Linked DNA regions of Mus musculus: all the other regions are linked to region 3. A link is a contact called in public HiChIP or PLAC-seq, Micro-C and promoter capture Hi-C data. All regions are on one chromosome and are shown on one strand. The core of a region is the stretch at or near the end of the contact, and the rest is flanking DNA. Distances in the headings are between cores, read along the strand shown. Region 1 holds the start of Shank3 (SH3 and multiple ankyrin repeat domains 3). Region 2 holds the start of Zbed4 (zinc finger, BED type containing 4). Region 3 holds the start of Mapk11 (mitogen-activated protein kinase 11). Region 4 has its middle 4.1 kb from the start of Gm38643.

Region 1 (2,804 bases), core at 126-2,625, 350 kb after region 3:
AACATTTTGGGAAAGTGGAGGATCCGTGGGGGAGTGCAGGCTGTTCTGGGGGGGGGCAGTCTAAGCCAATCACTGTTCTGTGTGGGGTGAGGGCATTTCTGAGGTGACCCAGGTGGTCAGGGGGTGGGATCTGGGGAGGCTCTATCGTGTATAGGACCAGGGTAGTCCAGGGTTATTCCTGGGATGCGCAGGAATAGCCAGTTTTGTGGGCGATCCAGGGTTGCTCACGGAGAAGGTAGGAGAGGCTGTGGCTAAGGGGATGCTTTCTGCCACTGGCAGAGTTCCCGGCCAGGCTGCTCCACAAAAGCTGTCCAGTTTGTGCCGCCACCGATGAGTGGCTCTCTGGGGCCTTTAGGGGGTGAGGTGTAAGTCTAGGTATGCGGGAGAGTGCAGTGGAAGGCAGTAGACACTACCGAGTAGGGCAATTCATCCATTCAGGGGCTACACCTTTCTGGGCCTTGGGAGCTAGGCCCCCGTGCGTTGGGCACTTCCGAGGCAGCGCCGGGCTAAGGCTGGCACGCCACGCGGGCGGCGCCTGAGTTGGTTCACTCGCAGCGCTCCCCTCCCCGCCCACTCGTCACCCCCTCCCGCGTTGCCACGACAACGTGTGAAACTAAAATTCAGTTCCCCGCCGCAGGTGGAGACTAGTGGCGCCCCCTCCCCTAAGCCTTTCCTCGTAGGTCGCGCCCCCAGCCTGCTGTCGCTAAGGTGACGGGGAGGGGGCGACCAGCTGCAAGGTTGGGCTACCCAAGGTGCGGGAGGCCCGCAGAGTCCGGACAGACTCCCCAAACTCGGTTGTGGTGGGGGCCGAGAGGAACACCCTGGGCGCGGTTAGAAGGGTTGGTCTGGGGGGAGCTCCCGTGGACTGCAGCTCCGCCCTGCTCGCGCCTGGGGTTTGCAGCCCTCCGACTCCCACCCAGCACCGTGCTCGGGTGACCCCACCACCTCCTTGGGGTCTGGAGTGGGGTCGGCAGACTGGGGAGATTTCCACCCCGGGTCACCAATTTTCCTGCTTGTCTCTCCCTCTCAGTCGGCCTGTGGGTCCTCTTGCCCCGACGCGTTCCCCACCCAGCTCTAGAACCCTCCGTCACCCCAGTACGGTGGTCTGCGACGCTCGCCTGCAGCGGAAGCGCGGCGTGCCATCCCCCCGCTGTGTCAGCCACTCCCCCTCGACAGCCAACCCCCCCCCTCTTCGGCGCGGGCCCCCGGCCCCCGCCCTCTGCACCACACGCCCACGCCGCCCCGACCCCGCGGGGGACCCCAGTTTCCCGGCCCCGGGCTTCCCATCCCCGCCTCCGGCGCGGCCCCCTCCCCGCCTCCGCTCCGCTCCGGGCTCGGGCCCCCTCCCCCCGCCGCCCCCGCCCCCGGGGAAGGCAGGCGCCGCTCGAAGCCGGGGCCGATGCAGCTAAACCGTGCCGCCGTCGCCGCCGCCGCTGCGCCTGCGGAGCCCCCGGAGCCGCTGTCCCCCGCGCTGGCCCCGGCCCCGGCCCCCCCCGGCCCCCTCCCGCGTAGCGCGGTCGGCGGGGCTCTTGCGGGGGGTCAGGGGGGGCCAGGGCGCCGCGCGGAGTCCCCGTGCGCTCCTCTCTCCGCCGGGAACAGTCCGGGCCCGGGCGCTAGCACCGGGATGGACGGCCCCGGGGCCAGCGCCGTGGTCGTGCGCGTCGGCATCCCGGACCTGCAACAAACGGTGAGCCTTTGCGATCTCGCCGTACCCCTGTGTGGCCCGCTAGCGGTGACCCCCGCCGGGCGCGCCCTGCGCCAGGACCCCCGGCCGTGGCCACTCGCCCCTCCCCCGCCGCCTCCGCGGGACCCTCCCCATCGCCGGGGCGGGGCCCTGGAAGCCCAGCCCCGGGGCGGGGCCTCGGCCTCTGCGCGGTGGCGCGGGGTCCCTGCTCTCGCTCCCCAACTAGCCCTCCAAAGCGGGGCCCGGGGCGCGGGGCCCTGCGCCCGCAGGTCCGGGCTCACGACTCGCTCCGCTGCAGAAGTGCCTGCGTCTGGACCCAACCGCGCCCGTGTGGGCCGCCAAGCAGCGTGTGCTCTGCGCCCTCAATCATAGCCTTCAAGACGCGCTCAACTACGGGCTATTCCAGCCTCCCTCCCGGGGTCGCGCCGGCAAGTTCCTGGATGAAGAGCGGCTCTTACAGGACTACCCGCCTAACCTGGACACGCCCCTGCCCTATCTGGAGGTGCTGGGCCGACTGGGGTGGGGGTGGAATGGAGCGCTCAGGGTGTGATCTTTGAGCTCCGTGGCTGGAGCAGTAGAAGGGCAGGCCGGGAGGAGTTGGCGACAGGCGCGGTGGGGGGCTGTGTGCAGCCTGAGCAGTGTGCTGAGAGACCGAGGTGGGTACACCTCGAGTGCAGTGGGCAGGGTGAAGTGCAAGCTGCCTGTGTGGTAAGTGGTGTGTTGCAGCTTAAGCATGGAGAAACAGTGTGAGCGCCGTGTGTAGAGCGCTTGCAGCGAGCAATCTGGACAGCACACAATGAGCACATGCATGCCACACATGCACTGCACTCGGGGCGTGTGTGTGGTGCGAGCGGTTTAAGAGTGAGTGCGTTAGGGGTCATGTGGTGCGAACAGTGTCACTTGTGTGCACATTTGCCTCCTCTTGCCACTCACTCCCATGTCTTCTGAGGTTAGCCCAAAATAATATTAACACCATTTGTGACATATAAAGGTGATTTGAGTGCCATTCCATAGGGACGGAGACCTAGTCTCAATAGGAAGGGCTCGTCCTGTGTGTGTGTGTGTGTGTGTGTGTGTGTATACACCAAGGTCAAAGTTGGTCTGACCCTCATGGAATTTC
Region 2 (2,700 bases), core at 66-2,565, 400 kb before region 3:
CTCTCTCCTAGCTACTTTACTTGTTCTAGGCGCTACCCCTTAGCTCTATAGCTCAAGAACCCATGTCTCAACAGTTCTCCTGGGGCTTCGGAAATCCTTCATGAAGGCAGATGTTCTCTTTCCTCTGGGGTGTAGGGTACGAGGGGCATAACAAGGAGAGGAAGGTTACTGGGAAAAAACTTCTGTACCCTACGGGAACCTGCTAGCTGAGGACCTCCACCCAGGTCTTTCTGCTGTTCCCCATTGAGTCTCATATGGAGCCACCACCTCCACCACAAACATCAGCTTCCCTGAATGGAAGGCGAAGAAGACAGAAGCCAGGCTCAGGGTTCCACACCAATGATGACTTCCACCAGCAGTGCACTGGCAGCCCAACCACCTTCCCTTGAACTTAAAGACACAGAATCCCAAACCATGTCCATTGACCAGTGATGGTGAATCAGGGTAAGCAAGGTGTGACATCAGCACTCGACGCCTCCCCCGACCGCACCACCACCACCTCAATCACAGAAGGAAACTCCTAAACACGCAGAACAGGAGATGGGCGTAGGACAGAACTCCCGCATAAGAGAACAAGCTGTGGTCTAAAGTGTCATCAGAGAAGGACCTCTGGGATAAATTCCACCTGCAGAAATTACATGGTCCGCACAGGCATCTGAACTGGGGCGTTCAATGTTCAGCTCCTTATTTCTTTTACCCAAACATGGCCCCAGGCCCTGAGCAGCTAGCACCTGCTGTGTCTAGCCTCCACCCAAGGGCTACTGAAAGTGGTTGCGCGCAACGCCCCCGGAGAAGGCGCCCGCCTTGACCACAAGCCCGGAAGCTCCGCGGCCAGCCGTTGAGAGCGCAGGACCACCCTAACGGCCAAGCCCTAAGAAGAAACCACTGAGAACGCGCGCTTCTCAAACGCGCAGCAATTCCAACCAACCGCCGTGGCGACTGCGCCTGCGTAGTCTTCGGACCGAACGCCCGACAGGGCAGGTGCGCCAGACCGCGCTTGCGTAGTTTGACGGAGGAGGCCAGCGACCAGACCTCGTGTGTGTGAGACTGCGCCGGAGTAACCTGACCTCCGGAGATGGGGCGAGGGGAAACTGCGCCTGCGTAGTCTTCGTAGCTCCGCCCCGTTTGCCTAGCCGGGGCCCATCCAGCCGTACTCTAGGCATCCCCCCCCAAGGCGGGGCAGGTGCGCACGGACTGCGCTTGCGCACGACAGCCCCGCCCCGGGCCCCGCCCCCGACCCGCGCGGGGCCCTGGGAGGGGCGCAGCGTCCGGCGGCGTCGCGGGCGGCGGGGCTGGGGCGGCGGGAGGGGCGGCGGGGGCAGACAAAGCGGCTAATGAATGGGCGCGCCCGTCGCGCTGTTCGCAGCCCGCGGGCCCGCGCAGCGCAGCGCGGAGCCGGCGCCTCAGGTGAGTGCGCGCGGGACGCTCCAGTGGCGTCTTCGACGGCCGGCGCCGCGCAGGGGTTGGGGAACCGCGCCATTGTCCGTGCGCGGCGGGCCGGGTGGAGGCTGTGTCCCGAGACTGCGCCCGGCCCGGCCCAGCCCGGCCCGGCCTCTGACAGCTGCGCCTCGCGCCGCGGGCGGGCCCAGGCCGCGGAGGGGAGCGACCGCGGGACGCCCCGTGGGACCTTTCGTCAGGTGCCGGGCTCCCGCCACGTCGTGGCGTCCCCCAAGCCGGTGCCGGTGGGCGCGCGTGTCCAGGAAGGGGCGCAGGCAGGCGGCACGGCGGTGACACGGGTCGGTGTCACGCTTCTTGGTGCCTGCCTAGCTTGAAGCGTGTGCGTCTGGGTCTGACCGCGGAGGCTTAACGAAACTTAACTCAACGCTTTGGCTCCGTAGCGTCTTCACGGTCGCAGTACCTGCCGTCATTTTTTGTTCCTTTTGTCCTTTTTGGTGCGACCCACTCGCTTCTGCCCGGGATGGCTGCGGGTCCTCGCTCTCCGTCTGGAGGTTCTCACGAGGCTCCAGCGCGTCTTTTCAAGTCCCTGCAGCGCCGAGCCTCAGGAGGAGCGGCTGTCGCGGTTCTGGCGTTTGTAAAAAGGGAAGTCATTTGTTTTTGAAGTTAATTAGGATAAGATTAAGTGTAGTTTTTAAAAGGACACTTGTGCCTTCTGGCTTCGTAAAGCCAGTCAGCCAAGGCAAGTACATTCTTGTGACTTGGTAGGAAGAAAGAAATTTTCCCCTTTATATCGTGGTGATAAAAATTAATAAGACCAGGGAAATTTTAGTTTTGAGTTTTTTTTTTTTTTTTTTTTTTTTTAGTACTCTGAATAAACGTAGTTGCAAGGCACGAATTAATTCCATGCTAAGCAGAATTGAGAAGCTACAAGTTTGGCTCTACACCCTGAGGGAGTGGCTTGTGCATGAAGACATTGGTGCATGCTTTCTGTAATCTATATAAACTTTTTTCTATATAAATTTTTATATAGACTTTTTGTGTGGCTTTTATTTTCATGAGAAGATCTAGTTAAAAATTTTTTTGAATCTTTAGGAAGTTTCAAAGTCTCAGTGTGCTGATAGGTTTTCATCAATTTACACAAACCTAGACATATTTTGGAAGAGGGAACTTTTTTTAATCTCTTATTTTTAATGTTCATTGGTGTTTCACCTACAAGTATGTCTCTGAGGGAATGTTGAATCCCCTATAACTAGAGTTACAGTTTCGGTTGTAAGCTGCCTGTGACTGAATGGAATTGAACCC
Region 3 (2,816 bases), core at 235-2,734:
GACAGACCTAGGTCTCCCTTGGGAAATCTGGCTTTTCCCTGGTAACTCCTAGATGGTCCAGCCCCGAGACAACTCCATCTGAGTCAATGTCCAAGTCCCCTGCAAAGTATCTGCTTCACCTTCCTCCCTGCCCCCTCCAAGTCCTCCCTGGCTCTCCTTCCCTCTAATTTATTGTATTATTTTTTTAAAATGTATTTTCGTGTAACCTTATCCTCCTCCACTTGCTGAGTCCCTGAACATCCCAGACACAACATGTCCCATCATCTCTTCCTCTGTCCGACTCCTTGGGTATGTATGGGTGATGGAGTGGGTGTATCCTGTCTCTACTCACTGTGGAGGGCTGGGGTACAGCCTGAGAAGCAAGAATAAGGAGCGAGTGTCGGCAGAACAAGCCTACCCATCTCAGTGGTGGGTTTACAGGCTGCAGACATGGGGCGAGATCCCATGACCAACTCACTCTGGGCCCTGTAAAGCAGGACTGTTTGCCTCTATAGGGTTGCAGTAGCAGTACCGAGGCTTCGGATGACAGCACCGGATCCAAGATGTGAGACTCAGCCCCCATTCCCGGTGTGGGGCACATACCAGTGTCCACACCCTTGATCAGCCCGTCAACAAGGGCTATCTACAGCCGTTCTCCAATCCCAGGTGCCTGGATGCTGCCCACGATCGAGACTGCAATCTCTGGTCTCCAAGCCCTACCTATATTCTGAGATCCTTTGTTGGGTAAACTGGGGTAGGGTGTAGACAAGAGAGTAGGTGTCCGCTTAGGCTCAAGCCGCTGAGCTTCTAGGAATCTGGAGGCGCGGGTATGATCCACAGGAAAATTTTGGTGTCTTCCAAATTAGAAAGGTCTCCTCACCCCGCTGGGGGTCCCCTTTTCAAATACTTAGTCTGAGGGGAACGTTAGACCCTGCAGCTACTTAGACCTTGCCCGAAATAACCCGGATGGCTGACTGTTCCATTTAGCGGCCCCAGAGACTTGCTCTCCCGCCAGCTGTGACGCCGCAATATTCAGTCTTTTGGGGAAAAACTAGGAAAGGGATCGGAGATGGGGGGGGGGGAGAGGGCATTAGAAGACCCCCCCTACCTGCCAGCGAGTGGAATCTAGTAGGAAAGTTTCCTCCGTGTCCCCTCCCCCCCATTCATTCATCGGAAGCGTGCAGACCGGGGGCGGAGGCAGGGCGAGGCCCCTCCCCACGCCGGGAACCCCACGTCGCGCTGGAGGGTCGCACACGCTTTCCCGCCCAGCTCCCACCAGGTCCTTGCCGGCCCCTACCAGACTGAGCCGTAGGCGCCGGAGCCCACCGGGCGTAGGCCCTGCAGCCGCTGCGGCACCTCCCATACTGTTTTGTTCAGCTCTTGCCGGTAGAATCCCGCGCGCGGACCCGACATATCCACAGAAGCAGCTGGAGCGAGCGCCCCGGATCCCCGCGCGCAGCACCCGGCCCGCGCCCCACGCCCAGCACCGCTGAGCAAAGCGGGGTGGGGGCTGGGGGGCGGCGGCGCAGCAGGGCGGGACGGCGGGGCGGGGCCGAGGCCCGGCGGATTTCCCCAGCCTGGAGACCGGAGGGCGGGGAAACGGGGGTGGGGTGGGGTGGGTGGAGGTTGAGGGTTCCCGGAGACAGACGCACAGCTTCCTGCCCCTCGGAGACCGTGACAAAGGAAAAAGCCTGCTTCCCTCCCATGGGGGTGACGATGAAACTTCTTGCTTGTACTCCTCCACCTTCATCTTCTGCATATTACCTACCCCCTCTGCCCTTCCCCGGGTCCCAGGCCAGTCCCCTTCCTCAGAAATGAAGGGAAATTGTCAAAAGTGAGCTTGAGCACGTGGTGATAATACTTTCAGAACAACAACAAAAAACATTAGTGGTGGGGGGAGGGGGAAGTAAAGGCTCTAGGTTAAAAAACCAGCGCCACGGCGCCAACTCAGGGCACCACTGAGGAAGGCGCCTTGTGGCCAGGGTGAGGAGGACGCCCCCGTTTGGCGTTAATGGTTCACCTCCTAGTAGACTTACTAGGTCTTAGTAAGTGACGGAGCCTTCAGGAGACAAGACGACATCTACTCCCCATGTTGCCCTAACCTCGACCCAGAAGCTCCTGGAAGAGGTAAGCTCCCGGCGGGCAGTCAGGACCAGGGACAGCGCAGCACCATGATTGGGGCCACAAGTATGGTCCCCACATGGGCCTCTTTTTAGTACTGGGTATTTTTCCTCCTTATGAAGCCCTCTCTTCACTGACACTCGGGAAACGCCCCCAGCCTTGACTTTCTCCAGCCACTAGCACAAGGCGACCCAGGAGGTCTACCAACCCTGGCAGGCATAGTTCAGTTTGTCACCAAGCCTAGAAATCTCCCTTTTCCTGGTGTCCAGGGTGGATGCTTTCATGTCCAGTAAGGCCTCACCCATGCCACTTTAGGCCAGTGGTTCTCAACCTGTGGGTCACGACCTCTTTTTTTTAACAGGTGTCACCTAAGACCATCAGAAAACACAGATATTTACAATTCATAACAGTAACAACATTAGTTACAAAGTAACAACAAAATAATTTTATGGCTGGAGGTCACCACAACATAAGGAACTGTATTAAAGGGTTGCAGCATTGGAGAGTTGAGAACCACTGCCCTAGGCCCTACTTTTATTCACACTTGAAAGTAAACATGGAGCAGAGTGTGGTGGTGCACGTCTTTAATCCCAGCACCAGGAGAGAGATGCTGGAGTACCTGGCCAGCCTGATCTACATCCTGAGTTCCAGGGCAGCCTGAGCTAAATCGAGATTCTGTCTCTAAGCTGATTCCTTTCCCCCATTCCTCCTCCCAA
Region 4 (2,985 bases), core at 339-2,838, 270 kb before region 3:
GTGATATCAATTCCTTCCTCCCATCTGTATGTGGGTTTGGAGATGGATCTCAGGTCACTCTACCTACTAAGTCATCTTGCTAAAGCAAGATGCTAACACAAGATAACACCAAATTGAGTAGGATTCCTTTGTTTAGATGCAGGTCTCATGTAGCTCAGGCTAGACCGGACTTTGACATATAGGTGAGGCTCAACTTTGGGGGGCTCATAATTCTCCTGCCTCCTGCTTCCACTTTCCAAGTGCTATGTGTATACCACCATGCTTGTTTCTAGTAGGATCTTTAGCGAAAACATAGATAAACTGATTCTAAAATGTACATGGGAGGAACAGAACTAGAAAAACTAAAATTGTAGTGGTAGGAATAAGAGTGACCTTAAAAACTTATAATTTGAATGCTTAGTCATTAGGGCACTACTTGAGAAGGATTAGGAGGTGTGGCATTGTTGGAGGAAGTGTGTCACTGAGGGAGGGCTTTGATGTTTCAAAGCCCAAGCCAGGTCCAGAGGCTCTCTCTCCCTGCTGCCTGCTGCTCTGGATGTAAAACTCTCAGCTGCCATGTCTGCCTGAATGCCACCATGAGGACAATGGACTAAGCCTCCGAAACTCTAAGCAAGCCCCAATTAAACACTTTCTTTTATAAGAATTGCCTGGCTCATGGTGTCTCTTCACAGCAATAGAACACTGACTAAGACAAACACCAGGTCTGAGCTAGCAGGCTGCCATGGTGGGAGTTGAGCCTGCAATCCCGGCACCCAGAGGCAGAAGGAACACGCCAAATTTGTCTAGGTCTACACGGTGAGTTTTATGCCAGTCAGAGATTCACAGTGAGGCCTTGTCTTTAAAAGATAGTGGTAGGTCTCACTCTGCCTTATTCGTCAGCATGTGGGGTGAAAGGGAAAATGACGGGTGCGAAGATCAGCAGAGCAGGAGAGATGGTCTGGAAACAGCACGGAGGGAATGTAGGTCTAGCCTCCGTACACATGCACGCAAGTGCATGCTAGAGAGGAAGGGCTGAAGGGAAAGGCAAGGCGAGCTTGCTGGGAGTAGACACAGGTCTGCACATACACAGATGCAAGAGACCTAACTCCTTCAGGTATGGAAACCAGAGAACCCAGATGTGAATCGCCAGGAAGCCCAAGCTCAGAGGCTTGCAAACCCTCATGGGGGTCACACACACACGGGGTCACCCATCAAGAATCAGAATCAGAGTAAACAATGAGGAAGAGAGGTGAGCCCGCAGCTTCCCTGGGTGTCTGAGTGAGCTCTTTGCAGTTGGAGGTCCTTTCCCTAGTGAAATAAGCTGGGGTGGTGGGGTATCAACAGGGGGTTATCAGATGCTCAGCTCCTGGGAACTTGAGGCAGAAATCAGACTTCTAAGTTTCACCTGGCCTCAAGCCCTGAGGTTGTATTCCTGGCTGCCTTCCTTAATCACGAAGCTTGAGGCCCAGGGGAGACTTTGCCCTTCCCCCTATAGCAGATGTGACCCCTTTCCCTGGCCCAGAGGGTTCAGGAGCCAAACCCTGTCTGCTCCCTGGCGACAGTCACCTCCTCTGTGCTCCCAGGATGAGTCTCAGGTCGCAGGAACCGCCCCGCAGCTGCTGCTGGTCCCCACCTGTGCACTACAGCCCCAGGGGAACTGTGAACCTGCTCCAGTAGGCCCGGAGGACAGGGACACGGTGGAAACCAGACCTCCGTTTGGGAGGTGTGGGGCCAGGGATGTGTTTGTGCCAGCTCCTGGCTGGTCCCCCGGGGGGGGGGGGCGCTTCTGCTTGGAGCCAGGATGCACCTGCCCAAGAAACTATGGTTTCACAGGGAGGTAGGTGATCTAATTCACTCCATCCCAGAGTATCCCAGATGCCCTTTTTAAAGGTCACTTTACCTTGATCCAGGCGAGGAGTACCTCGCCTACCTTCTCTCTCCCACATCGCAGTGGCTTACACTCTCGCTGAGTCACCCTTTCTCCTCAAAGCCAGTTCTTACATCCTACACGTGGCCCTGCAACCTCCAGGTGCTGTGCTCATGCGCGGCCCCACCCGCAGCCTCAGAACAGCTTCCACCTCTCTGCCATCTCCTAGGCCCAATCATTGGGTCGGCTCACATCCCCACCGCCTCTCCATGTGCTCCGTGATCTCTGTGTCTTGTCCTTACACATTCTTGGAGCCAATGAAACGCAAAACTATGCTTACTGTCATTTACGTGGCACGGGTCGGGGGCGGTTTGCTGGGTAGAGGACCGGGGATTCACACCAAACGAGACAATCCGCAGCCTTACAAAGCAATGTTTAAACGGAATCAGGGCAGAGCTTTAGAAAAAAAGCAATTCCAATCTATTAACTTTCAACATAATAAGCAGCAGTTTAAAACCACCATTAAAATAACCAGAATTCTAATTGGAAGACGTATTGATTCAGGATGACTCCAGAAGAGTCTGGGAGCTAGACCAGGAGCAGGCTCACAGGGACATGGTCCTCCATCCTGCCTGAAGACTGAGCCGACTCTCGCCTTCTGCTAGCCCTACAGCCCGGACTCCCAGAAGCTCCGGGTTTCTATGCCCTTTCCACCCTCCCCAGTCCTCACCAGGTGGCATCTTCGCAAAGCTCCACTTGGCAGGATGTGTCTTCACTCCACTTGCCTGTCAGCACCAGGACACAGCCTGACTACTCCTTGTTTTGGGTTCTTTGCGCTCAGGCCTGGCCAACCTGGCTCTCTGGGCTGGCGGTTGGGGCCCAGGAGCCCTCATTGGGGTTTTTGCCCAACAGCGCTTCCCATAGTGCCAAGACCGGATTCCTTGGCCTTCCTGCCTGTACTTCGGGAACCCTTTGTTCCAACGATGGGTTGAGATGTCTCCCAGGTGTTTTAATCAAAGGCCCAGGCTCTTCCTGGCTTCTCTTCCTCTCACTGAACTTGGAGTTGAAAAAAAGTGACATCAAGCTGGGGCAAGGGGTGTGTGTGTGTGTGTGTGGGGTGGGGTAAGGGTGTGGTTAGC

The links. Hi-C and Micro-C count contacts between places; a contact is called where the count stands out from the background. HiChIP or PLAC-seq counts read pairs in DNA pulled down with a chosen protein or histone mark. Capture Hi-C pulls out chosen DNA fragments and counts their contacts.
Region 1: a contact with region 3 is called in a Micro-C map of embryonic stem cells, with 4 times the contacts expected there. The contact joins the promoter of Shank3 here to the promoter of Mapk11 in region 3. A contact is called at or near these places in 1 of 484 Hi-C or Micro-C datasets (embryonic stem cells), 1 of 115 datasets of contacts at active chromatin or transcription factors (pancreatic cancer cells) and 2 of 9 other capture datasets (adipose tissue and liver).
Region 2: a contact with region 3 is called in a promoter capture Hi-C map of liver. The contact joins the promoter of Zbed4 here to the promoter of Mapk11 in region 3. A contact is called at or near these places in 3 of 39 promoter capture datasets (3T3-L1-derived adipocytes and liver), 1 of 115 datasets of contacts at active chromatin or transcription factors (pancreatic cancer cells) and 1 of 9 other capture datasets (liver).
Region 4: an H3K27ac HiChIP or PLAC-seq map of embryonic stem cells shows a contact between it and region 3, with 2.4 times the contacts expected there. The contact joins the enhancer-like site here to the promoter of Mapk11 in region 3. A contact is called at or near these places in 2 of 39 promoter capture datasets (liver and neural stem cells), 1 of 484 Hi-C or Micro-C datasets (embryonic stem cells), 6 of 115 datasets of contacts at active chromatin or transcription factors (embryonic stem cells, epiblast stem cells and pancreatic cancer cells) and 2 of 9 other capture datasets (adipose tissue and pancreatic islet).

Annotation. Positions count from the first base shown.
Region 1 is chr15:89,498,233-89,501,036 of GRCm38.p6, forward strand. It overlaps Shank3 (SH3 and multiple ankyrin repeat domains 3), which reads left to right and starts at 1,376. Exons shown (of 22, transcript NM_021423.4): 1 at 1,376-1,687; 2 at 1,983-2,186. The coding sequence starts at 1,400.
Region 2 is chr15:88,750,396-88,753,095 of GRCm38.p6, forward strand. It overlaps Zbed4 (zinc finger, BED type containing 4), which reads left to right and starts at 1,316. Exons shown (of 3, transcript NM_181412.3): 1 at 1,316-1,407.
Region 3 is chr15:89,148,122-89,150,937 of GRCm38.p6, forward strand. It overlaps Mapk11 (mitogen-activated protein kinase 11), which reads right to left and starts at 1,485. Exons shown (of 12, transcript NM_011161.5): 1 at 1,277-1,485. The coding sequence starts at 1,392.
Region 4 is chr15:88,879,858-88,882,842 of GRCm38.p6, forward strand. No RefSeq gene overlaps it. Among named protein-coding and RNA genes, the nearest start is that of Gm38643, 4.1 kb to the right of the region's middle. Within about 2 kb of position 1,589, at least 10 of the 459 cell types and tissues checked have an H3K27ac peak or open chromatin away from gene starts, as enhancers often do. A contact at or near this core is called in embryonic stem cells, where this site is marked.